Regions from separate parts of the Mus musculus genome. Here all the other regions are linked to region 5. Evidence: chromatin contacts called from public HiChIP or PLAC-seq, Micro-C and promoter capture Hi-C data. All regions are on one chromosome and are shown on one strand. Each heading gives the region's core, a stretch centred on a gene start, on an enhancer-like site or on the middle of the called end of the contact. The rest is flanking DNA. Distances are from core to core; before and after follow the strand shown.

Region 1 (5,190 bases), core at 2,551-5,050, 420 kb before region 5:
CTGTAATGGGATCCGATGCCCTCTTCTGGTGTGTCTGAAGACATCGACAGTGTACTCAAATACATGAGATAAATAAATCTAAATAGATAAATAAATAATTATCGCCTGCCACCTGGGAGGCCCAGGTTCGATTCCCAGCCAATGCACTTCCTAAACACATGTGCTGCCACACCCTTCTTTTTTAAGTGAGCATGATTCCGTACATGTCAGTATAGACATCTAGAGGTCAAGGCATAGGATCCCCACTGAAGCTGGCCTTACAGATGGTTGTGAGCCACCCTATGTAGGTACCAGGAACTGAACCTGGGTCCTCTGCAAGAGTAGCAAGTTCTCTTAACCACTGAGCCCTCTCTCCAGCCCTATCTCTGTTGCTTTTAATAATGTATATGCAGTCATGTCTGCAAGTCCTGGCTCCCGAGGAGGCCAGAGACCCCAGATCCTCTGGGCGTGAAGGTAGACAGTCCTTAACTGCCCGCCACGGGTGCTAGGTACCAACACTGGGTCTCTGGAAGAGCAGCTTGCTCTCTCACCCTCTGGCCCGCCCTTTCCCCTCTATGGTCCGTTCATTTTGAACTTGGTGCTGTTTATGTGACAGTGCACACTCATGCACGTGAGTGCAGACCGCGGGGCCATGTGTGTGGAGGTTGGTCCTCAGCTTCTGCCTGTAGGTCTTTGCTGCAGTTGCATCACCAAGTGAACTGGCCCACGGCTTCCAGGATTCTCCTGTCTCTGCCCCACCACCTCCATCTTGCCATGAGAGTGCTGGGATCTCAGCCGATATTACAGATGTGTGCCACAGGCTACAGGCCTGGCTTCTACTCAGGTTCTGTGGACCCAGACACAGGTCTGCAAGCTTTTGAGGCCAGCCCTTCACCTACTCTGCCATTTCCCAGGCCTTGTCTCCTCTATTTTTTTTTAATTTTTTTCTTCTTTATTAGATATTTTATTTATTTACATTTCAAATGTCATCTCCTTTCCTGGTTTCCCCCATCACCTCCCCTGTTCACCAACCCACCCACTCTTGCTTCCCTGACCTGACATTCCCCTACATTGGAGCATCGAGTCTTCACAAGGTTTTTTTGTTTGGTTGGTTGGTTTTTGGTTTTTTTCTAGACAGGGTTTCTCTGTGTATCTACCATCTCTACCTCTGTCTGTCCTGGAACTCACTCTGTAGCCCAGGCTGGCCTCGAACTCAGAAATCTGCCTGCCTCTGCCTCCCGAGTGCTAAAGGCTCAGACTTAGGGTTCTATTCATGCTGGAAAAACACTCAACTTAGTGTTTTTCTAAAAGTCATTTATCAACAAACAAATAAACAAACAAATGCTGGTTGAATTGGGATATCACTATGTAGCCCCAGCTAGCCTGAAACTTATGTAGACCAGGCTGTCCGGGAACTTACAAAAATCTACCTACTTCTGCCTCCTGAGTGCTGGGACTGAAGGCATGTGCCACCTCAACCTGCTTTAAAAAGTTATCTCTATTTTTTTTTAAATCGTGTGCACTCGGGTTTGAACACATGAGTCCAGGTTCCCAGGAAGGCCAGAAGAGGCTGTTGGAGTCCCTGGAGCTGAGTTCTGGGTGGTTGTGAAACACCAGGGTTAGGTGCAGGGAACCAAATTTGGTTTCTGTAAGAACAATGTGTGCTCTTAGCCAGTGAGCCATCTCTCCAGGCCTCCAAGGAAAGAGTATGTAAAAGCTCACTGCTGAGAGCTGGTGTGCACCTATCATCAGCAAGGAACCACTCCTGTGGCCTGTGTTTCACACCCAAGTGTAATGTTATAGTCTTATACCCACTGTCCTTACAGGTCGGCCTTGCATGCAGTGCTACAGAGTACTAGAGGAAGTGACATGGCCAGGCCACATATAAAAGCAGGACTTAGGTCACACTGGCTGAGCTCCTGAAGAAGCAGCAGCATGTCCTATCTAGTACCTTCCATATTTTTTTAAAGATTTATTTATTTCATTTATATGAGTACATTGTTGCTGTCTTCAGACATACCAGAAGAGGGCATCACATCAGATCCCATTCCAGATAGCTGTGAGCCACCATGTGGTTGCTGGGAATTGAACTCAGGACCTCTGGAAGAGCGGTCAGTATTCTCAACCACTGAGCCATCTCTCCAGCCCCATATATTTTATTTTATTTTTTTAAAGATTTATTTATTTAGGGCTGGCAAGATGGCTCAGTGGTTGAGAGTACTGACCGCTCTCCCAGAGGTCCTGAGTTCAATTCCCAGCAACCACATGGTGGCTCACAACCATCCGTAATGAAATCTGATGCCCTCTTCTGGAATATCTGAGGACAGCTACAGTGTACTTACATATAATAAATAAATAATTTTTTTTTGAGACAGGGTTTCTCTGTGTAGTCCTGGCTGTCCTGGAACTCACTCCGTAGCCCAGGCTGGCCTCGAACACAGAAATCCGCCTGCCTCTGCCTCCCGAGTGCTGGGATTAAAGGCGTGTGCCACCACTGCCCGGCTAAATAAATTTTTTTTAATTATTTATTTATTATATATACAGCATCCTGCCTGCATGTAAGCCTGCAGGCCAGAAGAAGGCCTCAGATCTCATTACAGATGGTTGTGAGCCACCATGTTGCGGCTGGGAATTGAACTCAGAACCTCTGGAAAACCAGTTAGTGCTCTTAACCACTGAGCCATCTCTCCAACCCTTCTATACACTTCTTGGTTTTTTTTGTTTTGTTTTGGTTTTTTTTTTTGTTTGTTTGTTTTTTGTTTTTTTCGAGACAGGGTTTCTCTGTATAGCCCTGGCTGTCCTGGAGCTCACTTTGTAGACCAGGCTGGCCTCGAACTCAGAAATCCTCCTGCCTCTGCCTCCCGAGTGCTGGGATTAAAGGCGTGGGCCACCACGCCCGGCTTTCTATACACTTCTTAACTCCTAATATGCAGCAGCCTCAATGGAGAGTGGGATAGTAGGGTTACCTTATATCCTATCTAGTACCTTTAAACCTTGTCTCAGAAAACTACGTACATAAACAAATGAACAAATAAGTAGCCTTCTAAACATTGGCATGGTGGTGGTGTGGGCCTGGAAACTGTGTTTGGTGATTGGAGGTATGGGATCAGGAGTTCAAACTCTTCCCCATCTGTATGTTCATGTTTCGGGCTAGCCTGGGCTGCTTGAGACCATATGCTGTGTAGGAACAACAAAACAAAAGTGTTTGAAGCCAGATACGGTGGGGTTCACGTTCTGTCTCGGCACTGTCTCGGCACTGGGAGGCTGAGGAAGTCCAATGTCTGTGCGTTAGAAGATAACCTTGTCTACAGAAAGAGTCCTAGTCTACATTAGACCTATAAGACCGTGTCTCAAAAAATAAAGTGAAGTAAAAGAAGTGTCTGGGAGTGGAGATCTGTTCGTCCCCGTGGGGCTGTGCATGGGGGCCAGAGGCAGATGTCAGATGTCCATGATCACTCTTCTTTATCCCCTCAAGATGGTCTCTCCTACACCAGACTGGAGTTTGCTATTGCCTGGCTACACTGCCTAAGCTGTCTAAAAACCTCAGAAATCCTCCGGCCTCAGTACCGGGATTCCAGGTGCACACCATGCTCCAGACTGGCTTCTGTGATCTGAACTCAGGGTCACATGCTTTGGCAGCTCTTACCCACCGAGCCATTCTCCCCAACACTATTCGTTTGAATCACATTCCTCCCAGCCCTGAACACTCCTCCTACTGTGTACTCACCGAATTCAGAATAGCGAGCAGTCTAACTCCTTTTCCCAATAAACTGCGAGAAATTCATTTGGACCTGGGGCAGTTCTTCAAATGACCACTAGGTGGCAATCGGCGACAAGTTTCCAGTTAGCACTGCCGGCCAAAACAAGATTCTACAAACAGTATTGAAACCTACAACAGGATTTAATCCCTGCCCCGGTGTCTTCAGCCCAGTCACAGCAGAAGTGAGGAGGCTGGAAACCAGAAATAAACTCGATTAAGAGAAACTTGAGCCGGGCCAGGTGTAAGCGGGTCATTCCACCAGCTGACGACCCTAAGGCAGGAGGGTCAAAAAGTTCCAGGCCTACCGGAATTCGAACTCCAGCAATTTGGTGAGACTGTATAACAAAATAAAAAGCAAAAAGATGGCTGGGCCCGAAAGCACAAAAGATGGCTCCTCAGATTAAAAGTGTTTGCTGCAGGGTCCAGGCAGCCTGAGTTCAACCCTGGAAACCTCATCCTAAAGCTGTCCTTTGACATGTACACACAGGCACACACGCACACACACACACACACACACACACACACACACACACACACACACCATAGCACCCATGTGCCTATACACACACACAGTAATAATAAGAATAAATAGATGGGGGCTGGAGATGCTCAGCGGGTAAGAGCACTGACTACTCTTCCAGAGGTCATGAGTTCAAATCCCAGCAACTACATGGTGGCTCACAACCATCCTTAATAAGATCTGATGCCCTCTTCTGGTGTGTCTGAAGACAGCTACAGTGTACTTAGATATAATAATAAATAAATCTTAGGAAAAAAATAAATAGATATGTTTAGCTTTTTAAAGAGACACTAGAAGGTACTTGGTGTGGGAAACTCTAAGGTTCAGTATACAAAAATGAGCTGTGTAGCCTTGGCTATCCTGGGACTCTCTCTGTAGACCAGGCTGGCCTCGAACCTACAGAGATTCATTCACCTGCCTTGGCCTGTGAAGGTGTGTGTCTCCCATTTTCTTTTCTTTTTAAGATTTATTTTATGTATGTGAGTACACTGTTGCTCTCTTCAGAAAGAAGAGAAGAGGGCTTCCAATCCCGTTATAGATGGTTGTGAGCCGCCATGTGGTTGCTGGGAATTGAACTCAGGACCTCTGAAAGAGCAGTCAGTGCTCTTAACCGCTGAGCCATCTCTCCAGCCCCATGTGCCTCCCATATTCTCCACTCTATCACCTTCTGGGGAAGCCTTCACACTTCCACTAAGGCTGCTTCTGTTAGGGAGGCCCTCCCACTTCTACTCCTGACCTCTCCAGCCCCACCCCATCTCCGCAGCCTGTCACAGGTGGCTACCCCCTCTTCGGCCAACAAGTGTCGCTCTTGGCTCACGGACTCCAATCTAGCTGGCTCCTGCTTCTTCCCTTTCTACCACCCTTCCTCCCCTGGCTTCAGTCCCCAGGCCTCAGTCCCACCTCCCCTGGGCTTCACTCTGCACTGATGACC
Region 2 (4,518 bases), core at 1,930-4,429, 400 kb before region 5:
TGTAATCCCCAAACCAACCCTGAACCAGGGTTTGGGAAGGATTGGGGGTGTCTGAGGGAAGTTACCTGAAGAGACAGTTTGCCTGAAGAACACTTGGCCCTTGATGATCTCTTCATCGTGCTCAAACGGAATATCTCCGCAGACCATGTCATAGAGCAGGATCCCAAGGGACCAGACAGCTGCCGACCTGCCGTGGTAGCGATGGTAGCGAATCCACTCTGGAGGACTGTACACTCGGGTCCCTACCAGCAGAGGGAATAGAAAGAAACCAGCATTAGCAAAAAAAAAGTTAACAAAGCAGCTAGTCTGAGCCGCTTCTTTTAATTTTTTTTTTCTCCTCCAAAGTTTCTCTGTGTAGCTCTGGAAGTGACTCTGTAGGCCAGGCTGGCCTTGAACTCGGAGATCTGCCTACCTCTACCTCCCAAGGGCTGGATTAAAAGCAAGAACCACCACCTCCACTAGGTTTTCAAATATTTTTTAATAAAGACACTGCCTGGCTCGGGTTTGGTGGCACATGCCTTTAATCCCAGCTCTCAGGAGGCAGACAGGCAGATTTGACTTTAAAACAACCATATTTTTTTTTTCTCTCCATCTCTGCCTCTCTGGTCCAGACAGAAAATGAAGAAATGATATGGTAGCTCTCTGGGAGCCCAAAAACCCTAAACCCAAATCCCTTACACATCGGCCCAAAGACAAATAAAGCCACCGAAAAGCTCAAGTCTAGAGGCCCCACTCAGTGGGTTAGCCTTTAACTACAAGGACCCCAGGGCCCTGCCACACCAGTCTCATCTAGACCGGGCCCAGGTGAGGGCCTTTATACACAACTAACTCAGGGTGTGCTTTCCTCCGGGTTCTATGCAAGCAAGGCATAGACACTGCACTCTCCCACTCCCTAGACTGGAAAGGTACAGTTGCAGGGCTGGTTTCAGACCACGTGATTCCTGTTTACAAACTTTGGGGAGTAAAAAAAAAAAAAAAAAAAAAAGGTGCTAGCCTCGTGGTGCTCAACAGGGGGCAGCAAAGACTTGCCCAGGGGGGGAAAAACACAGGGGAGGACTCAGCCAGCCATTAACTGTTAAATACAAAAAACGCAGCCCAGCCCGGCATCCTCCAAAGAAATTCAAACCACAAGCCAGAGTCACAAGTTTTGAAAGGCCATAGTTTGTCCGGGTGAGCCACTCGGATCGTGACCCACCCTCGCGCTTTGATCTACTATTCCTGCCCTCCACTGCTGAAAGAACGCGATCCAAGCCCCTCCCTATGGTAGATAGGTTTTCATCCTCCCAGCGGAGACTCCCAACTAATTTTCAAACCAGCAACAGATCTTATTTCACAACATTCATTCCAGGCCTCGTCACCCCACAACACCCCCAAGTGGGGTGAAACCGCGGCTCTTATTCCTTTACCCTCAAAAGCAAAACAAAACAAAACAAAACAAAACCCTGCAGTTCTAAGAACTACCTTAAAACTCCCCCACAAAACAAAACTACAAAAGAAAAAAAAAAAAAAAGAAAAAGAAAAAGAAAAAAATCAGCACCAATGTCTCCCGCCACCAACGGCTCCACCTCCTACTGGAGGGAAAAGTGGGTCATACTTTAGAAATCTGGGCTACAGCCGGCTACCCACGACCTCTTATTCACCGGGAAAGCATGGAATTTAATAAATTCCTGCTGAAAAGAAAAACAAGCAAACACCAGCAGCAACAACAAAAACAACAACAACAACAAAACCCCAATCACGCCAGAAATGTTGCAGGTTCGTTCAACCAGCTCGAAATCCCCGGCTGTACTATGCCGGGAAGCTCGCCTCTGCCCCACCCCTGCCAGCTCTGAGCCAGGCGGCCCAATGACCTTTACAAAGGGCCGGAGCCGAGGCCGCCAGAGGCTTCCAGGCCGGCACCTTGGGCAGCTCCCTCCCCGGGGCCTGGCTCACCATCAAAGTCCGTGTAGACTGTGTCCTTGAGCAGCGCCCCCGACCCGAAGTCGATGAGTTTGATTTCGCCGCGGCTCAGGTCGATTAAGATGTTCTCGTCCTTGATGTCGCGGTGGAGAACCCCGCAGTTGTGGCAATGCCGCACGGCCTCCAGCACCTGCCAGAAGAATCCTCGGGCCAGGTCCTCCTGTAGGGCTCCTCGTTCGGTGATAAAGTCGAAGAGGTCTTGCACCGGTTCGGGCCTCTCCAGGATCAGCACGAAACTATCGGGCCTCTCGAACCAGTCCAGAAGTCTAATGACGCCCGAGAAGTCCGAGCTCACCTTCTTCAACAGGACCACTTCCATGGGCACTCGGGTGCCATTGGGCTGCAGAGTGAGGGCGAGGGTTAGCGCGCCGGTTCCGGCACGCCCGTCGCCACCCACCCACCCATGAGAGGGTCTCTGGCTCCGGCTCACTCACCAGTTCTCCCCAATCGGAAATCCGGTCCTTCTCCACGTGCTTAATGGCCACCTGGAAGAAGACCCCCGAGTCTCCATCAGACCCTCCTGCTCAAAGCATCCCTCCGCGCGCCCTCCCCGAGGCGGCGTTGCCCACTCACCGGCAAGTTGTCGGCGACGCGGATGCCAGAGTAGACCGAGCCGAAGCCACCGCTGCCCAACAGCGGGCCCACCTGGTACTGCGACTCCAGGGGCTCCTTCTCTTTGCCTAGGAAAGAGGCACGGGACACTCAGCGCGCTCGACCCACGCGGGGGTCTCCCGGCGTCCCAACGACCCGCGCGCCCAGGGTGGGGTGGGGACACTCACCCGGCGCCAGCTTGGTGGCGTGCAGGTCGTTGCAGGGCGCGGCGCGCAGGTGGGCCAGGGAGTTGATCTTGGACAGGAGCATCCCCACCTCCAGGGTGTCGGTGCGGCGCCGGTGCCGGGACGAGCAGCAGCGGCGGCGGAGCGAGCTGGGGCTGAGCCGACGGCCGGGACTCAGACTGCGGGTGGCGTTGCGGCTCTGGCTGCGGCTGGCGCGCAAGGCCGAGGGCGAGTCGGAGGACGACTGAGGGCGCTGGCGGGGCTGGCCGCGGGCGGGTTCGCCGGCTGGGTCAGGCAGTGCGGGAGGCGGCAGGGCGAGAGGCGCTGCGGGACCCAGGGCTGCTGCTGACTGTGACTGCTGCTGCTGCTGCTACTGCCGATCCCGCCGCCGGCACTGCCGACTCCCCTCCAGCCTCCTCCGCCGCCACGGCCGCTGCTGCAGACGCCCGGCTCGCCCCGCCGCCAGGAGTAAAGGGGCGGAGCGCGCCGCTGGGGAGGGCGCGCGCGGCGGGCGGGGACGGGGCGGGGCCTCTCCGGGAGGCCGAGGTGGGGAGCCGGGCTGGCTCGGCGGCGGAGGGCGGAGAGGGGGCGGGGAGGCGGCGGGACCAGGGCCGCTCCCCTCCGCTCCGCCCCCTCGCGGCTACACCCCTCTCCCCGGCCCCGCCCTCGGGCGCGGCTTCAGCCAACCAGAAGACGCCCTATTTGCATAAGGCGTTGCGGGCCCCGCCTCTCGCCTCGCGGTCAGAATGGTCGCTAACGCCGCCACGACGTGGCGGGAAGGAAAAGGCGCCAAAACGGAGGGGGAGGGGCGCTGGGCGTGCAGGGAGGCGGGAGCTGGGTGGCGCGCGCGGGCGGGGGAGGAAGGATGGGGAGGGGCGTATCGATTCAAACCCAAACAATAACAAAGCCATCAAAGGCCGCCCGAGGCCAGCTCTGCCGGCTCTGTGTTTCCCGGAGATTTGGGTTGTGGAGGGGGGTCGAGGATTGGAGCTGGAGCGTAGCAAGTTGTGAGAAATGGAAGGGCGTTGGTGTGGCGGGCGCGGAAGCCATGAGTAGGGACCGCGTGTGTGTGGATGCCGACCAGGGTGGTCCTCTGGTGTGACTCAGCCCGGAGACCTCCAAGGCTGCTGGGGCGGGTTGACGATGTTATGTGGGCTAGATCCTGGGGGTGATGATTGTGTTTTTGGGGGCGAAGGCTGTGCAAGACGTGAGTCACCGGCATTTTGCACACCGAGGCCAGTCACAGGCCTGCGAGGAAAAGTGGGGGAGACCTGGGATGCGAGGAGCCGGTGACAAAGATTCTCAATTTAGAAATGCAGAGAGAATTAGAAGGGACCCGGGGTACCTGATCCCCTCGGTCCATGTCCGAGCGCCTGAGAGAGGAAATCACGACACAAACGTTAGCTTTCTCTTGCCAAATGCTGCCTCAGCCCCTTCTGAGAGGGCGGGAGGAGCAGGAAAATTCCTGATCGCGGGCGAGGGTGGGAGGGTGCCGCTGGGTTTAATCAGAGGTTGTTGCGGTAGTTACCTTCTCATCAGCTTGGTATTAGCAGTCAGGCGATACCAGATATTATTGGCCCCCACCCCAGCCTTGTCTCAAAGGAAAGTCCCCACATGCACGTGGAAATACCACGGAAAGCTAGCCGAGTCCGCTTTCATCTTTTGTCCTTTTGAACTTCATGGAGAGTTGATAACGACGTGTGGAAATGGGTAAACTCTCATTCTGTGTAATCCATATAAACTGAGATACTGGTGGCCAGAGTCATGGACAGCCAGCTACACC
Region 3 (4,699 bases), core at 1,914-4,413, 300 kb before region 5:
TGGCCCAGCTCTCTCTGCATGCAGTATTCTATCTATCATGCATTTATAGCTTTTGATTTCCTTAGGTGCCTAGGGAGATTGGCACTGTGGCAGTGTAAGGGGGCAGAGGCATGAGCCCTTCTTCAGGGAGACCCTGAATTAGAACCTGCCTGAATCATAACAAGGACCCCACCCCTACCCCAAAATCCCCGTGAGACTCTTAGGGGCTCAGGGGAGGGAATGATTGCTGGAAGTCTGGAGTCAGGCAGCCTGTCTCTTGCTGACCTACATCCTCCCTGTTGCCAGGTATGGCCAGAAGCACAGGTATACTCATACCCATTTAATGAATGACACCATCAAGGCTCAAAGAGGTCAAAAGACTCACCCACTGCTTCAATAGTATAAAGTGGCAGATCCTGCCACTCTGTGGCCACAAGTACAAGACAACCCCACCTAAGCAACTGTGAGTTGGATCCAGACAATGGCCGCCTCCAAGCCCCAGCAGATAACCACTCTTTGGAGGCCTACATCCATCGGGTGGTAGGGGGTGGGAGGGGTTCCTCTTAACAGGGAAGGCAGGGGACACTGTAATGGGGGCATCTGCAGAACCATACAGGATGTAAGGGAGTGAGGCTGCCAGTGCTCTGCGAGATGGGGCAGACAGGAGGATTCCTGCCATCTGGGCAGGGAGACCAGTGTATGTCTGGCGGGGGGTGGGGGGGGGGTCACATGTTTTCAGAGAGAGATCCTGAGGCACGAATGGGGTTGGTGGTATTCAGAGAAGTCAAGGAGCAGAGGAGATGAGAAGGAAGCAAAGAAAACTGGGGAGACCCTAAAGGCTTGGGGGGCAGGAGGCATGAGCGGCTTTGAACTGAGTATTGATCTGAGCCAATCCAAGGGTTTTTTTGGTTTTGTTTTGTTTTTGTTTTTGTTTTGAGAGAAGGTCTACGTAGACCAGGCTGGCCTCAAACTCATAGCCTCATACACCTGCCTCTGATCTCTAGTGCTTAGATTTAAAAGGGAGTGACCTAACATGAGGTTTGTGTTTGTTTGTTTGTTTGTTTATTGGCAGGCAGGGTCTCTCCTTGACTGATTAGGCTAGACTGGCTTACCACTGAGTCACAAGAATCCTGATGGGGGTCCCTCCCAAGCTCTGACGTCTCCATGCCTAACTTTTCCTGTGAGTTCCAGGAATGGAAGTCAGACCTTCCTGCTTAGAGGCGAATACTCTACAGACAGAACCATCTCCCTGCTCTTGTTTAGTCTGACCTCAAACCTGGTATGCGAGCAAGAAAGGCCTTGAATTCCTGAGTTCTCTGCCTCCATCTCTCAAATGTTAAGGTTATGAGCATGTGGCTCCTTGCTTGGTCTTTTGGGGGTGGGGGGATTTAATTCTGTAGCCCGGGCTGGCCTCCAACTCACAGTACCCCCCCCCCCCAGGTCTCGAAATCAGCTCCTGAGATTACAGGAGTGAGCCACCCTGGCCGAGACTCTTTTTTTAGTTTTGTTTCGAGACATATGTTGCGGGCCTGGCTCTTGCTATGTAGACCAGGCTGGCCTGTAACTCAGGGTTCTAGGACTGACAGCACTCAGCACCACCACACCCTGCTTCCTGGCCGGTCGAGTTGGGGACCTGCCAAGGAGGCAAGGGATGGGGTTGGGGGAGATGGAAAGGGGCTATGAGGTGGGGTGGGGGATACTTATAGGGTGTGTTTTGAAGTCCTGTTTGTATGCAGACTGGACATGAAACAGGACCTGAGCAACCTTGGCTTCCCAAGCAGAAGGGCAGCGCCGCATGCTTTGGTGTGCATCTGGGTGGCCTGTGCCGGGTGATTGCCGTGTGTGTGTGTGTGTGTGTGTGTGTGTGTGTGTGTGTGTGTGTGTGTATGTGGGTCCTTAAGTATCTTCCTTGTATTTCACAGGCAGGGTTTGGTACCATTCGGCACCTGCAAGCCGCCATCACTGCCCCTCCCACCCCCACGTCAACCTGTGCAACCTCTTCAGAAAGCAGTTTGTTTAAACACACCGAGTATTCACACCCCCATGCCCTTTGACCCAGTGAGTCCCTTTCTAGGAAGTTCCCTGGGGCGAGCCTTCTGAAATGCAAGGCAGCACTTAAGGCCTACAGCCCTTCCCTGGGGTTATTTAGAGAAGCTAAATAAATAAATAATGAGCCTGCAAGTCTGAAGCAGGAAGGGGTGTAAATCCCGCTGGCTGACGCTTTCTCCTATCTCGCTAGGGTCACTGTGTGGGCCTTCACCTTAGTTTTCCTATGTATCGTAATGTCAAAGGTCCATGCTCACTCTGCAATAGCAATTGGATTTAATGTCCCGTGCCAGGCAGACACATAGGCAGGGAAAAGCAAATGAACTTTATTAATGTTATCGCCAGGTATCGCACACGTGGGATCGCTGTAATTCCGGAGGCAGGAGCAGGAGGATGACAGGTTGGAGGGTCTCTTGATCTTTAGAGCAAATTCCAGGGCAGTCAGAGCTATGGAGTGAGACCTTGTCTCAAAAGTACCCCAAAAAAGGGCAAAAAGGGGCTGGCAAGATGGCTCAGCGGGTAAGGCAGGTAAGGCTTTTTGCCACCAAGCCCGAGTTCGATCCAACGAACAAACACCCCCGGGTATGTGCATGAAGGACTGCAGGTATGGCTGCTGGTTAGCATGCATGAAGTCCAGATGGCAGACCCCTTGCCAAGTGAACCCAGTATTGGTGGTGAATACGGATCCCAGCATTTAAGGTGTGGGCCAGAGGGTCGGAAGTCCCAAGCTAGTCTAATTACTGGGACTGTGTCTCAAAGAACCCCCAGCGAGTTTTGTTTACTGCAGGGGTTTAACCTCAGCCTTTTGAATACCAGGCACGCTCCCTGCCACGGAGCTACTGGCCCGGTCCTGAAGTGATTATTCACCAAACACTGGTTTGGGGTGTTAATATCACCTTTTTTCTTTTTCTTGTTCTTCTTCTTTTTTTAACTTTTCCGACTTGCACTGCGGCGCGCTGTATCGTCGGCCTTGCACTGTTTTTAATGATAATCTGTTTAAAGTCTAATATTGAAAAGGGAAAGGAAAGAGAAAGGAAACGTGAATTCCCAGAAGCAAAGGCCCAGGCTGATAGGGGGAACTGATCCACCCGCCCGTTCCAGGGAAACGCTGCAGCCACGTGGATCGAAGAGGCCGGCCATCTGCCTGGGCCCGCGCCTGGGTCCACCTCTTCCCTGCAGGGCCCGTAGGGGGCGGGGCTGGCCATGCTGACAGATGTGGCGGGAAAGGGTGATCGACCCTCCTCCATTTCCTTCCGCCCAGGCTCCTGGTGGAGGGGGGAGGTGTCTCCTCCCCAGGGACCCTTGCTGCCCTGGGGTGTGCCCATCTGTCTCCTTGGCCTCCATCCGCTCCTCGCTGGAGGCGACTGCTGTTTGCCTGGTGCAAAACCCTGGCTTTCCTGGGACTGTTAGCCTCCTGTGGTTCTCACCCGGGTCCGCCAGAATCACAGCAGCACCAGGGCCACCCAGGAACTGGATGGAAACACAAACGCACACACTCCACCCCAGATGCAGCCAACCTGCAGCTTGGGAGGTGAGGCTGCTCAGATGAAATCTAACAAGCCAGACAGCATCCCTCCCCCCACCCCGCCCCGCCCCCGTTTTAACTTAAAGAAAAAAGCTAAGATTATTTATGTGATTGTGTGTGTGTGTGTGTGTGTGTGTGCATGTGAACGACACACATGCCGGAGCTAATGGAGGTCAGAAGGTGTCAGATCCCTTGGGATTGGAGTTACAAGCTATTGTTAGTCACCACGTGGATACTGGGACCCAAACCAGAGTAGAAGTGCTTTTAAGTATAGACCAGCCTCTCCCTGAGCCTCTTTTTTGACTCTGGTTCTCATATAGCGCTGGCAGGTTTAGGAACTGATTGATGACTCTTAAGTCTGTCTCCAACTTCTGAGGGATACAGGACCATTCAAGAGTACCTACCCCACAATTGAATACCACAACCTCACTTTAGGGATTATCATGACCCTCTTTCATTAATAATAATAATAATAACAATCACAACAACAACAATACACAGACAGTAATTAAAAATACACACAAACAAGCAGAGCCAGCAATAGGATTCTGAGGCCATGCTCCTTAACCTCTGTGCCCAGAGCTGCCCAAAACTTAAGAGGTCCTGTTGGGTCCCCTCAGGTCTGGCTTTAGACTAACATGGCTTAATCGGCGTTTGGGATGGGAGGCACCAGACCCCTGGTTGTTTGATAGGAAAACCAGAATGGCCTGCCCTACCCCATCCTCCCACCTCCGTCCAGGAGCCCCCAAGCAGCCCAGATACCCTGTGGGCTCTGTGCCAGCTCAGTCCTCTCTATTCCTGACAGCAAGGGAGACTTTAAGGCTGGACCAGCCTGCAGCAGAGGCACACAGCACCACCTGCTGGCCAGAAAGTAGCACTGCTGGTGTCAAGGAACAACCGAAAGGACCCGGGAGACACCATACTCAGGAGGACTATGGCAGGTGCTCATGTCCACACGTGGCTGTCTGAGCCTGTGGGCAGGTGGCACTCTCAGTGCCAAGGCCTTGGAGACAGAACTACACTCTTCCCCTTATCTATGTATTTCCTCATCAGTATGGCGCTATGCCAGGCCCACACTGGGTGCCACCCGTGAGACTTCAGGCAAAATGATAGGTGATCTCAGGTTGGCATGAAATGGATTCTGGATGT
Region 4 (4,570 bases), core at 305-2,804, 270 kb before region 5:
GGCCTGTGCCTGTTTCCTCTCTAGCCCTCAGTTTCAGATCAGCTAGGCACCAAGGGCTCCACAGAGAGACGCCTGCATGGTCCCCTTGCTCAGAGCCTGACTCTCACACTCCTGACCACGCTTCTAGTGACCCACTCCTCTGTATGGCTACTCTACCTGCAAGGTGCAGCCAGACACCACTCAGTAGCCCAAGGGCTGGCATCTACATGAGCCTACGCCCCCTCCAGCATGAGTGTGGTGGGCCAAGAGGGCGGTGGGAATGAGCTGTCCCAGGTGCTGAATAGGATGCACTCAGCCAAGCTCCTGGAGAGGCAGAGTCAGGCTGCTCACCCAGGAAGTGAAACTTCTGCAGGGGTGAATGTGGGCTTCCACGTGGAGGCCCCAGGCACCTCCTGTGCATGGCCTGCAGGCCCACAACACAGCGTGGAGGCCTTCCCAGGGCATCTAAAGCCTGTGGCCTGGTGTCTCAGAAGGACGGAACTTTGTATCACAAGTAGAAATCTACCCCTGCATCCTCCACAGAACTCTAGGCACTAAGCTTTGTTCTTGTGGCTCCCGAGGGCTGGGGACTCTGGTGGCAGACTCCTTATCTTCATGTAAGAGTGCTGCTTTACCCAGCATCTAGCTGCTGAAGGCATGGGGACTCACTGTGGTGTACCCGGGTTCTGGAACCCTCTACAACAATCCAGGGCTCAGCCCCTCCCTCCACCTGCCCCTCCTCCCCTCGTCTCTCAGGTCCCCACAGCTTCCCCCTAAGCCTCCTGAGGCCAACCTCTATCTGCTTCCAGAGGACCAAAGGCACTCCCAAACCACAGGCCTGCAAAGCGGTTTCATGTCTCACACTCACGCCCCTCCAAGGCCACTCAGGACCCCTCCCACTCCTGGCTTTGTCTTTTCCCTTCAGACACAAGTGCCAGCACAGCCCCAAAATTCAAAGAAGCTAGTTCCTGTGTCCCCTCTTCTGTTCTCCCTATGATGGGAACCAAACAAGTCACACCCTAGGGCCATCAGAGTAAGCCCTGAGGTATAGAAAGGAACTTAGGAGAGAGGCCTGGTGAGCATGGCTCTGCTTTGTCCCAGTCAGCCACATTCCATCTGTGTCCCGCCTTCCTGTTCCCATTTGTGTCCTGGTGTGAGTGGGATGTGTGTGTGCATGGATTGGAGATCTCCCATGCTCACCCTGTCCAGCTTACTACCACAAGAGCAGTGGTTGCCTGTACTGCCAGGCACCCAGGATGGAGGGACCCCAGGTGCTGCCCCAAAGTACCAGATCAGATAGAAGGGCTCGACCCCTCCCCCACCATCTGTACCTGTTGTTCTCAAACACAGCCACCAGGTTGCACACTGAGTCCTGCTTCTCACAGGCTCGCTCCATCCTGCTAGCCTGCAAGGTGGTCCTCAGTTACCCCAGAAGCAGGGAGGGAGGCAATAGGCTGGTGCCCTCAGCACTCCCTGGCCAGCGGGTGAAGCAGGTCTACCACAGCCTGGAATCTGCCCATCGCTTCTGACTGCCTTGGGGCAGTTCCTATCTTCAGAGTGAAAAAAGAGGAAGTGGTCCCAGTAGCTTGGAAGAGAGGCCAGCACTCCCTACTGTGGGAGGAGCCTGTCAAACTCTCCTTGCTGTGGGAGGAGCCTGTGAAGTACTGCCCGGCCCTCTTGGCATCTGACCTTTACCTCTCAGATACTTCTACCCAGTCCTGTTAGAGAAGGCACGGGCTGTGGCAACAGTGGTCACAGGACGTTTCTGGAGCCGGATCCTGGGATGAGCAGCTTCCTGGATATCCAATTCTCTGCATGGGGGGAAAGGGGACGGCTCAGGGATGTTTTACTTAGTACCATTCTCAGCATCTTCCTTGCATCTGGCGCTGTGCACTGCTGATGGAAAAACAGCTTTTAAATTAAAATGGACCACAGGGTTGGGGATGTAGCTCAGCTGATAGAGAATGCTTGCTTGGCATGCGGGAAGCCCAGGGCTTTATCCTCAGCACTGTAGAACTGGGTATCATGGCACATGCCCATGGCACCCACTTGAGAGGAGAAGTCCAAGTTCTTCCTTGACAACGTAATGAGTATAAGACCAGATTCGGCTACGTGAGACCTGTCTCAAAAAAAAAAATGGGGTCGGATGGGGTGGGCTTTGAGATGGTTCAGGGGTAAGAGTACTTGTAGCCAAGCCTGGCAGCTTGAGTCTAACCCTGGAGCCCCACATGGTGGAAAAAAAATAGACTTTTCCTTTCTTTTTATTTACTTTTATTTTTTATGTGTATGAGTGTTTGGCCTGTGTGAGTCTATTATACCACATTCGTGCCTGGTACCCACAATGGTCAGAAGAGGGTGTTGTGGGAATGGGACCTAGGTCCTTTCTAAGTTCTCTTAACCTCTGAACCAATTCTCCACCCAAAATGCAGACTCTTTCAGGTTGCCTCTGGGCTCCAACCCACACACACTGTATCTCTTGTACTCCTACCCTAAAAAAAACATCTAAAGCTGAACTGGTGGTGGCACACACCTTTAGTCCCAGCACTCGGGAGGCAGAGGCAGGCAGATCTCTGAGTTTGATGCCCACTTGGTCTACAGAGTAACTTTTTTTTTTTTTTTCAAGACAGGGTTTCTCTGTAGCCCTGACTGCTCTGGAACTCACTTTGTAGACCAGGCTGGCCTCGAACTCAGAAATCCACCTGTCTCTGCCTCCCAAGTGCTGGGATTAAAGGCGAGCGCCACCACGCCCAGCTCCAGAGTAACTTTTAAGACAGCTGGGGCTACACAGAGAAACCCTGTCCGGAAAAAAAAAAAAAAAGAAAAATAGGGCAAACAAAACAAAAAACCCCACAGACTGTGAGGATATGCAGGAAGGGGTCCTGTGGTCCCCAACACCTCTTTGGATGCTTTTGTCTTAATGATGTTGATATTTCTCTAGTGGCCCGGGTTGGAGAGCCCCTATGGGTTAGAGCTAACAAGTCTCCTCTCTTTCACTCCCATAGCTGTGTTACACAGTGTGCTCCCTTATCAGAAATGGAGGCCAATGGAAGTCAAGACACCTGACTGAGGTCACCCAGGAAGAACAGGGGAAGAACTGCCATTTCTGAAGCCCAGGTAAGTGTCCTATGACTCCAGCAAAGACCCAGGGAACCTGGAGGGTGACCTCCATGCACTCCATCCTCAGGGTCCCCTGATCACAGCACCCTAGGGAAATCTGCCTCTTGGTCACTCAGGGTTTCTAGAACACGTGACCAGCGCCTCTGCTCTGCTCATTCAAGCTGGAAAGCCATTCATTCATTGCTCTCCCATGGATCCTGAGCCAGGACCCTCCACTGAAGCTAGTCTTTGTCCTCGGATCAAGTGTGAGCCATCCTGGAGCCCAAAGTGCCTGGCAGAGTTTCTGCTGTGGTAGCTGTGAGCCTGGAGCCTCCTGCCCAGCAACCCTGCACCTCTGAGCTCCCCCACCCCCCAGCTGTGTTTGCCACCAGAGGCCAGCCCAGTCCTGAGGACTAAGTCTCACTAATCCCAAATGCAGGGCCTCTGCAAGAGGAGCAAGTGCTCTTAACTGCTGAGCCATCTCTCCAGCCCCACAATGCTAGTTTTATGCCATGCTGAGGATGCAGAGCCGGCCAGGCTCTCTACCAACTGAGCATCGTCCTTAGATCCCCTTGCACTTTTTGTCATAAAAAAATGAAGAACATACCTTAGATCCCCTTGCACTTTTTGTCATAAAAAAATGAAGAACATACACGAGGGTAGACAGAATAGAATAATTCACCCCCATGAGCCCTCTCAGTCCACACCAGAGTTCATTCCCCACCTATGTGTGGCTCTTTCGATTTCCCTTCTGTGTCCTGATTAAGCAAACCCCAAATGCCAAATGACATTATTTCTGTATGTATTTAAAAACCCAGGGGAGATCCAGGACAGCCAGGGCTACAACAGAGAAACCCTGTCTCGAAAAACCAAAACAAACAAACAAACAAACAAACCCAGGGGACTCTTAAGTATCAACACACACTCATGTAAATGGACACATACCTACACAATTACTAAAGTAACACTCGTTTTTTTTTTTAAGATTTATTTATTTATTTATTATATATGTACACTGTAGCTGTCTTCAGACACTCCAGAAGAGGGCGTCAGATCTTGTTACAGATGGTTGTGAGCCACCATGTGGTTGCTGGGATTTGAACTCAGAACCTCTGGAAGAGCAGTCGGGTGCTCTTACCCACTGAGCCATCTCACCAGCCCCAAAGTAACACTGTTTTATTGACATGTTTATACATGTGTACCTACCTATAAAACAAGCAGGGCGGTGGTGGCGCTCCTTTAATCCCAGCACTTGGGAGGCAGAGGCAGGCGGATTTCTGAGTTCGAGGCCACCCTGGTCTACAAAGTGAGTTCCAGGACAGCCAGGGCTACACAAAGAAACCCTGTCTCGAAAAATCAAAAAAGAAACCAAAAAAACAATGTTGCCACTATATTGAATCTCAAGAGATGTTTGATAACAATCTCTCTGTGGAACTAAGTCTCCAGTAAGAACAATGCCAATAGCGGTTAACAAAAAATGTATGTGGGGGCCGGG
Region 5 (5,062 bases), core at 873-3,372:
TCGGCTAAGGCTGGATAGTCCCCAGTTTTTCATAGCTGAAGATAAGACCAGGAACCCAAGAGGGGCACGATCTCCACCTTGTCTCTCAAGGGCCACGCCTCCCTAATAGTCCGCTAGCACACCCTGCTAAAATCACTTGTATCTGGCCATCAGGCATATTTTAATTCCCTTTAAGCCGCGGTGGGGGTGGCAGAAGCCCGTGGTGCCACCCGCGCCTAGCCGGCCTTGCAGTCCTCACTGATGCCGGTAGGGGGCGCTGTGCACTCAGGAAATGGCGCTCGGTAGGCGGCGCGTAGGCCGAGCAAGGAGTGGTGAGTCAGTTTCCTGCCCGGCGCTGCCCGCCCGCCAAAACTGCTTGGGCACCGGAGCTGCGCGTCACCCTGGGGTGGAGAGAGGAGAGGAAAGGAGGGGGACCCCGGGCCACAAAACACGTCACGATGAGCCCAGGCTTCCTAAATTCCCGCCTATGTTGGGAAACCAGACTGAGCGCGCGCGCGCGCACGCATACACACACACACACACACGCACGTACACAGACACACACACACACACACATACGCACGCACGCACACACGCACGCACGGACACTCGAGAGCAAAGAAAGTGCTCTTAGCTCTGGCCCCCTCCACCTTGATCTCCACGCCCAAAGCACGCGATGAGTCAGATCCCTGGAAAATAAAAATAGATGAGGGCGAGGACAACAAAAAACCGCCTGAGTGTCCTCTCTGAAACGCGACGTAGGGGACAGAGGAAGCTGCCAGCGCGCCCCCAAATGCCAAACCCAAGCCCAAAGTATTTCCCGCACGACCAGGGTGCAAGTGTAGCCCTTGTCCCCGGAGGTTCCGAGTGGAATGGATGTGCCCTAGTGGGCGCACTCAGCCTGGTCACCTTCCTACACTGGGTGTGGACTGGGTCGAGGGCCCCAGCCCCGGGGCGTCTGATGTACGGCACCCGTAAGCCTCACTCCGCGAGGATACCGGCCGCTCTACAGTGCGGGCTCCTCTCGCGCCCCACGGTCACTGGTCCGGGTCGTGGTGGGCGCGGTGGGTGGGACCCTTTGCGCTTCCCGGGCTGGCAGGGTGGACAGGACCCGCCCAGACTCCCTGTCCCCGAGGGCGCGCCGCCGAGCGGGGACCGGACACCGCGTCCTGGACCTCCCCGTGTCCCGGGTTCCCTGGGAACATACTGTGCCCGCCAAATAGGTCACTGTGCCGCGCGGGGGAGGGGACGGGGCAGGAACGAGGCTGTACCCGGGCAGGGAAAGGGGCTTCTGGGCTGCCACTGACCCATCCCCAGTTGTGGCGCGATTCTGGTCTCAATCCAGTGCCCGGGGTCTCCTTGTCACAATGAGTCACCTCCTCGCCTGTCCTCTAGGACGTGCCCAGGCACGATCCCGAGGGCGGAGGACACAGCTCGCGCTGACCTCAGAGCCCAGTGGGGTGGTGGCTACCGCGAAACAGGGCACTTGGTTCACAAGGACCGGGGATCCGGCGGCACCCATGGGATCGGAGAACCGCTCTGCGCTAAGCTCTAGATAGACTCGCCGAAGCTTGTCACAACCGCCACCCAGGACCCATCTCGGGGCACCGTGAGCTTCATTCTCACGCTTTGGGCGAGCCGCACCTGGAATCCCTAGAAACATTGGCAACCAGAAGCGAGCTCCCGGTAGCCGATCCCCGCCAGCCATCGCTCGGACCCGGTCTCCAAGGACTGGAAGAGTGGCTGCCATCCGTGGTCCTGGAGTTCAGACTCTGTATGCCGAGTCCGCGACATAGCCTGACCCTCGTCACACTCCAACAAACGAAGCCTTCAGCCACCACGGACGCTCAGACCCACACCCGTCATCCACCTGCCGCGGACACACCTGTGACTCTGGCGGGCACGCACAAATACACATATACACACACAGGTGATCCACTCATCACCACACACACACACACACACACACACACACACTTCTGGGGACACCCACTGGGCTCAGCGCATTGCTACGGGGAAGAACTATTGTTCCCTGCCACGAAGCTCTCACCTCTGAATGTCTGGATATCGCTGTGGATCTGCGCCTGACTCCAATTCCCCTAGACTCTGACACCGCGGCGGCTCACACCTCTCGGCTGCTGCAGTTGGCGTCGAGCTGCCTCCTTATAGCGTCGGCCCAGGCCCCGCCCCCTCAGAGGCAGGACCAACCCACTCCTTCACCGATCCCGGGGACTCGCTGGCCCGCCCTCCCCTCTGGGAATCTAAGCCCGCGCCAGACAGCTAGAACCGGCGCGCGTTAAGAGGGCGCGCCCTCCCCTCCCCCACACCTGGGCTATTCTCTTGTCACGCAGCGCACCAGCAGAGCCACATACATCTATGAACAACAGTACAGTTAGAGCTGAGTGAGTGTTTATGGGTCTGTCCCTGACCAACTGTGGGAAGGACTAACTCTTTTCCAGATCACTGATATTAGTAAATAAAATCCTGGGTTTCGGGAGGTGGGTCTGTTGGTACAGTGTTTGCCTAACTTGCTGGAAGTGAAGCCCTGGGTTGGAGCTCCAGGGCCCCATAAACTGGGCATGCGGGGTCACGTCTGTAATAACAGCGCCCAGTGGGGGGTGAGGAGGGGGAAATAGGCATTCAAGGTCGTTTTGACAGCTACCTATTCCGATGGAGACCAACTTGAAATATGTGACACTGTTTCAAATATAAATAAATTGATCATTTGAGTATGATAGCAAAAGCCTGGAATCCTATACTTGGGAGATTGAGGCACGAGGGGCGTTACAGGTTCAAGACCAGCCTGGGCTATCCATTGAGACCCTCTCAAAAACAAAACAAGCCCATAAATAATAAAAAATAGTTTAAAATCCCAAGAAGTCCCACTATGTCTGGAGATTTTTTTCCCCCTCCTCCCAGAAGCCCCTCGGACATCGGGTCCAGAACGCGATCATTTCCTCCCTGTCTCACAGACGAGGAAAGCAGTTCCACAGAAGGAAAGGATGCTGTCAACCGCCTCAGAAATCGGGGAGATTGAGTCCAGTTCTCAGACCACGGACTACCAAGAAAAACAGCCGCCAGGCTCCTTACCTCCCCTCTCCCCTCTTCAGAAGCCAGCATGTGAACATTTCTCACACCATAATACATCCTGCAAGTGAGAGCATCAAGACCTGACTGGGACCACACTAATGGCTACCTGCTGACCTCTGGCAAGCTGCCCAGAGTACTCTGCTTGCAGATTTCTTTCTCTGGGTCCAAAATGAGGGAAATGTCTAATACTCCCCCTCCCAAGATCCAGACAGTCCACTAAAATGACATTGATAAAGGACAATTCTAGAAACATCTACGGATGTTCCTGACAGACATAGCAGTAAGACATTCTCCGTTCCCACCTTCCTCCATGTCTCTAGTCAGTTTTATTTCCTTCTGTTTGGGGTCTTTTGAGACGAGGCCTCGCTATGTAGCCCAGGGTGGCCCTCATATTCAAGGCAATCTTCCTGCCTTAACTTCCTTGCTTAGAGTTAAGACTACAGGTCTGAGCCATCACACCCAGCAGAAGGGGGTTTTCTTCAGTCTTGTTACACGATCCAGCCTGGTCACATGGGCTACATAGCAAGACCACCATCTCAGCTAAGCATAGAGGTACATGCCTGAAATCACGGTACTTGGGAGGCAGGGGGGATTTGGAGCTCAAGGCTAGCCTGAGCTATCTGAGATCACCATGCATCCAAAAAGGGATGTAGCTCCGTTAATATAGCGCTTGCCTAACATGTATGAAGCCAGGAGTTGGATCCCTAGTAAGGCATCATCTAGATGATAGCGGCATACATCTGTAATCCCGGCACTCAGGAGACAGAAACAGGAGGACCAATAATTCATCAAGGTTACATGACATCCTGCCTCTAAAACAAAAACAAATTCCTCTCTCTCTCAAAACAAACACAAACAAAAATTTTAAATAAAGCAGAGACTGGAGTCTTAGTTTGAACGGATATCTTTAGTTAAAAGATCAAAATCCTGCTTTGGAGAAGCTGTGAGTTCTGACATCTGCTCTCCGATGTCTAGAGATCGCTGCCCAGACATGCCCAGTCTTCCTCCTCGGATTTAGCTGACCTAGACAGGCCTCCTCTTCTGTGATGGGGGGTGGAAGTCTGGGAAGGGCTTGGCCACCTTCCCAACCCCCCTCAAAAGCCTCATCCTGTTCAGAAACACAGTTGAAGGACCCCCTTCAGACCCCCAAACCAGGACAGACATAATGGCCACTCCCACAATGCCCCAGCTCCTGAACGGTCCAGTCCCTGCATCCAAGTCGTCCATCCCAGGGCTGGGCTGTCAGGGGCCAGCACAGGATGTCAAAACTGCCCAAATCCCCTTGGCCTCCAGGCTTCTCAGATAGAAGTGACATTGTCTGTCTGTTTACTTTGGGAGAAAACAGCTTGAATAAAGGCTTATACTGAACTGCTGAGTGCTGTGACCTCCTGTGCCTTTACCCTACTGGTGTTGGAGAGATTTATTTTAAACAACTTCTGGCTTCCCAGAGCACCACAAAAGTACTCAACAAATATTTATTAAGTCTGGGACTACTCAGTCTTTCTAACAAACATTCTTGGCCTTGCACTTGAATGTATAGTCAGGCACACCATTGCACGTGAATGTATACTCAGAAACATGGTTGGAGGAGCCCTCCAGACCCCAAAATGACAAAGTGACAAAATGACTACATACAGTACCTGACACATACACACCCCAGGCACACACACACAGATGCACAAAAGCATCCTTCACCTGATACATGTCACAAGATACATACCACCTTTTATTCTGCTGGCAAAGTGGGACGTCCTTAATTATCTGGGGTCTCTGTCTCCATTCATGCTCCTCCTCACCCCACAGCTGGTAGTTGGGTATCATCAGGTCTCCACCACCCTGCACTGAAGCAGCCCCACCTCTTCAATTCCAGGGCTGAACATGTCAAGACATGTTCCTGAAGGCCAGAAAGCTAGTCCCCACCCAGGACTGAACAGACCCAGGCCTGCTGAGCTCCGATTTTGCTGCTGGTCTCCGAGAGGCAACAGCCAGGGAT

What was found. Promoter capture Hi-C pulls out the DNA fragments that hold promoters and counts their contacts. Hi-C and Micro-C count contacts between places; a contact is called where the count stands out from the background. HiChIP or PLAC-seq counts read pairs in DNA pulled down with a chosen protein or histone mark. Capture Hi-C pulls out chosen DNA fragments and counts their contacts.
Region 1: a Micro-C map of the G1E-ER4 cell line shows a contact between it and region 5, with 5 times the contacts expected there. The contact joins the enhancer-like site here to the promoter of Cdkn1a in region 5. A contact is called at or near these places in 3 of 39 promoter capture datasets (embryonic stem cells, liver and neural stem cells), 2 of 15 datasets of contacts at CTCF or cohesin (large pre-B cells and pro-B cells), 8 of 484 Hi-C or Micro-C datasets (B cells, the G1E-ER4 cell line, Th1 cells and 4 more), 13 of 115 datasets of contacts at active chromatin or transcription factors (the NIH/3T3 cell line, bone marrow-derived dendritic cells, bone marrow-derived macrophages and 9 more) and 2 of 9 other capture datasets (liver and pancreatic islet).
Region 2: a promoter capture Hi-C map of liver shows a contact between it and region 5. The contact joins the promoter of Pim1 here to the promoter of Cdkn1a in region 5. A contact is called at or near these places in 1 of 39 promoter capture datasets (liver), 11 of 484 Hi-C or Micro-C datasets (CD4 T cells, the G1E-ER4 cell line, LSK cells and 7 more), 12 of 115 datasets of contacts at active chromatin or transcription factors (CD8 T cells, the SCID.adh cell line, T-cell acute lymphoblastic leukemia and 5 more) and 2 of 9 other capture datasets (adipose tissue and liver).
Region 3: an HNF4G HiChIP or PLAC-seq map of pancreatic cancer cells shows a contact between it and region 5. The contact joins the enhancer-like site here to the promoter of Cdkn1a in region 5. A contact is called at or near these places in 3 of 39 promoter capture datasets (the C10 cell line, hippocampal neurons and liver), 1 of 15 datasets of contacts at CTCF or cohesin (the NIH/3T3 cell line), 9 of 115 datasets of contacts at active chromatin or transcription factors (CD8 T cells, the HPC-7 cell line, bone marrow-derived dendritic cells and 5 more) and 1 of 9 other capture datasets (liver).
Region 4: a contact with region 5 is called in a promoter capture Hi-C map of liver, with 2.2 times the contacts expected there. The contact joins the promoter of Fgd2 here to the promoter of Cdkn1a in region 5. A contact is called at or near these places in 12 of 39 promoter capture datasets (3T3-L1-derived adipocytes, the C10 cell line, the HPC-7 cell line and 7 more), 5 of 484 Hi-C or Micro-C datasets (cerebellar granule neurons, group 2 innate lymphoid cells, pro-B cells and 1 more), 6 of 115 datasets of contacts at active chromatin or transcription factors (the HPC-7 cell line, bone marrow-derived dendritic cells, embryonic hindbrain and 3 more) and 3 of 9 other capture datasets (adipose tissue, liver and pancreatic islet).

The regions. Positions count from the first base shown.
Region 1 is chr17:29,513,226-29,518,415 of GRCm38.p6, reverse strand. No RefSeq gene overlaps it. Among named protein-coding and RNA genes, the nearest start is that of Gm26885, 24 kb to the right of the region's middle. Within about 2 kb of position 3,800, at least 61 of the 459 cell types and tissues checked have an H3K27ac peak or open chromatin away from gene starts, as enhancers often do. A contact at or near this core is called in B cells, the G1E-ER4 cell line, Th1 cells and 4 more, where this site is marked.
Region 2 is chr17:29,489,446-29,493,963 of GRCm38.p6, reverse strand. It overlaps Pim1 (proviral integration site 1), which reads right to left and starts at 3,179. Exons shown (of 6, transcript NM_008842.4): 1 at 2,739-3,179; 2 at 2,533-2,639; 3 at 2,394-2,444; 4 at 1,933-2,299; 5 at 66-242. The coding sequence starts at 2,820. It overlaps Gm26885 (predicted gene, 26885), which reads left to right and starts at 2,420. Exons shown (of 4, transcript NR_168683.1): 1 at 2,420-2,787.
Region 3 is chr17:29,396,790-29,401,488 of GRCm38.p6, reverse strand. No RefSeq gene overlaps it. Among named protein-coding and RNA genes, the nearest start is that of Gm36199, 36 kb to the left of the region's middle. Within about 2 kb of position 3,163, at least 179 of the 459 cell types and tissues checked have an H3K27ac peak or open chromatin away from gene starts, as enhancers often do. A contact at or near this core is called in CD8 T cells, the HPC-7 cell line, bone marrow-derived dendritic cells and 4 more, where this site is marked.
Region 4 is chr17:29,357,898-29,362,467 of GRCm38.p6, reverse strand. Fgd2 (FYVE, RhoGEF and PH domain containing 2) reads right to left here and starts at 1,554. Exons shown (of 16, transcript NM_013710.4): 1 at 1,311-1,554. The coding sequence starts at 1,375.
Region 5 is chr17:29,090,829-29,095,890 of GRCm38.p6, reverse strand. It overlaps Cdkn1a (cyclin-dependent kinase inhibitor 1A (P21)), which reads right to left and starts at 2,122. Exons shown (of 3, transcript NM_007669.5): 1 at 2,030-2,122.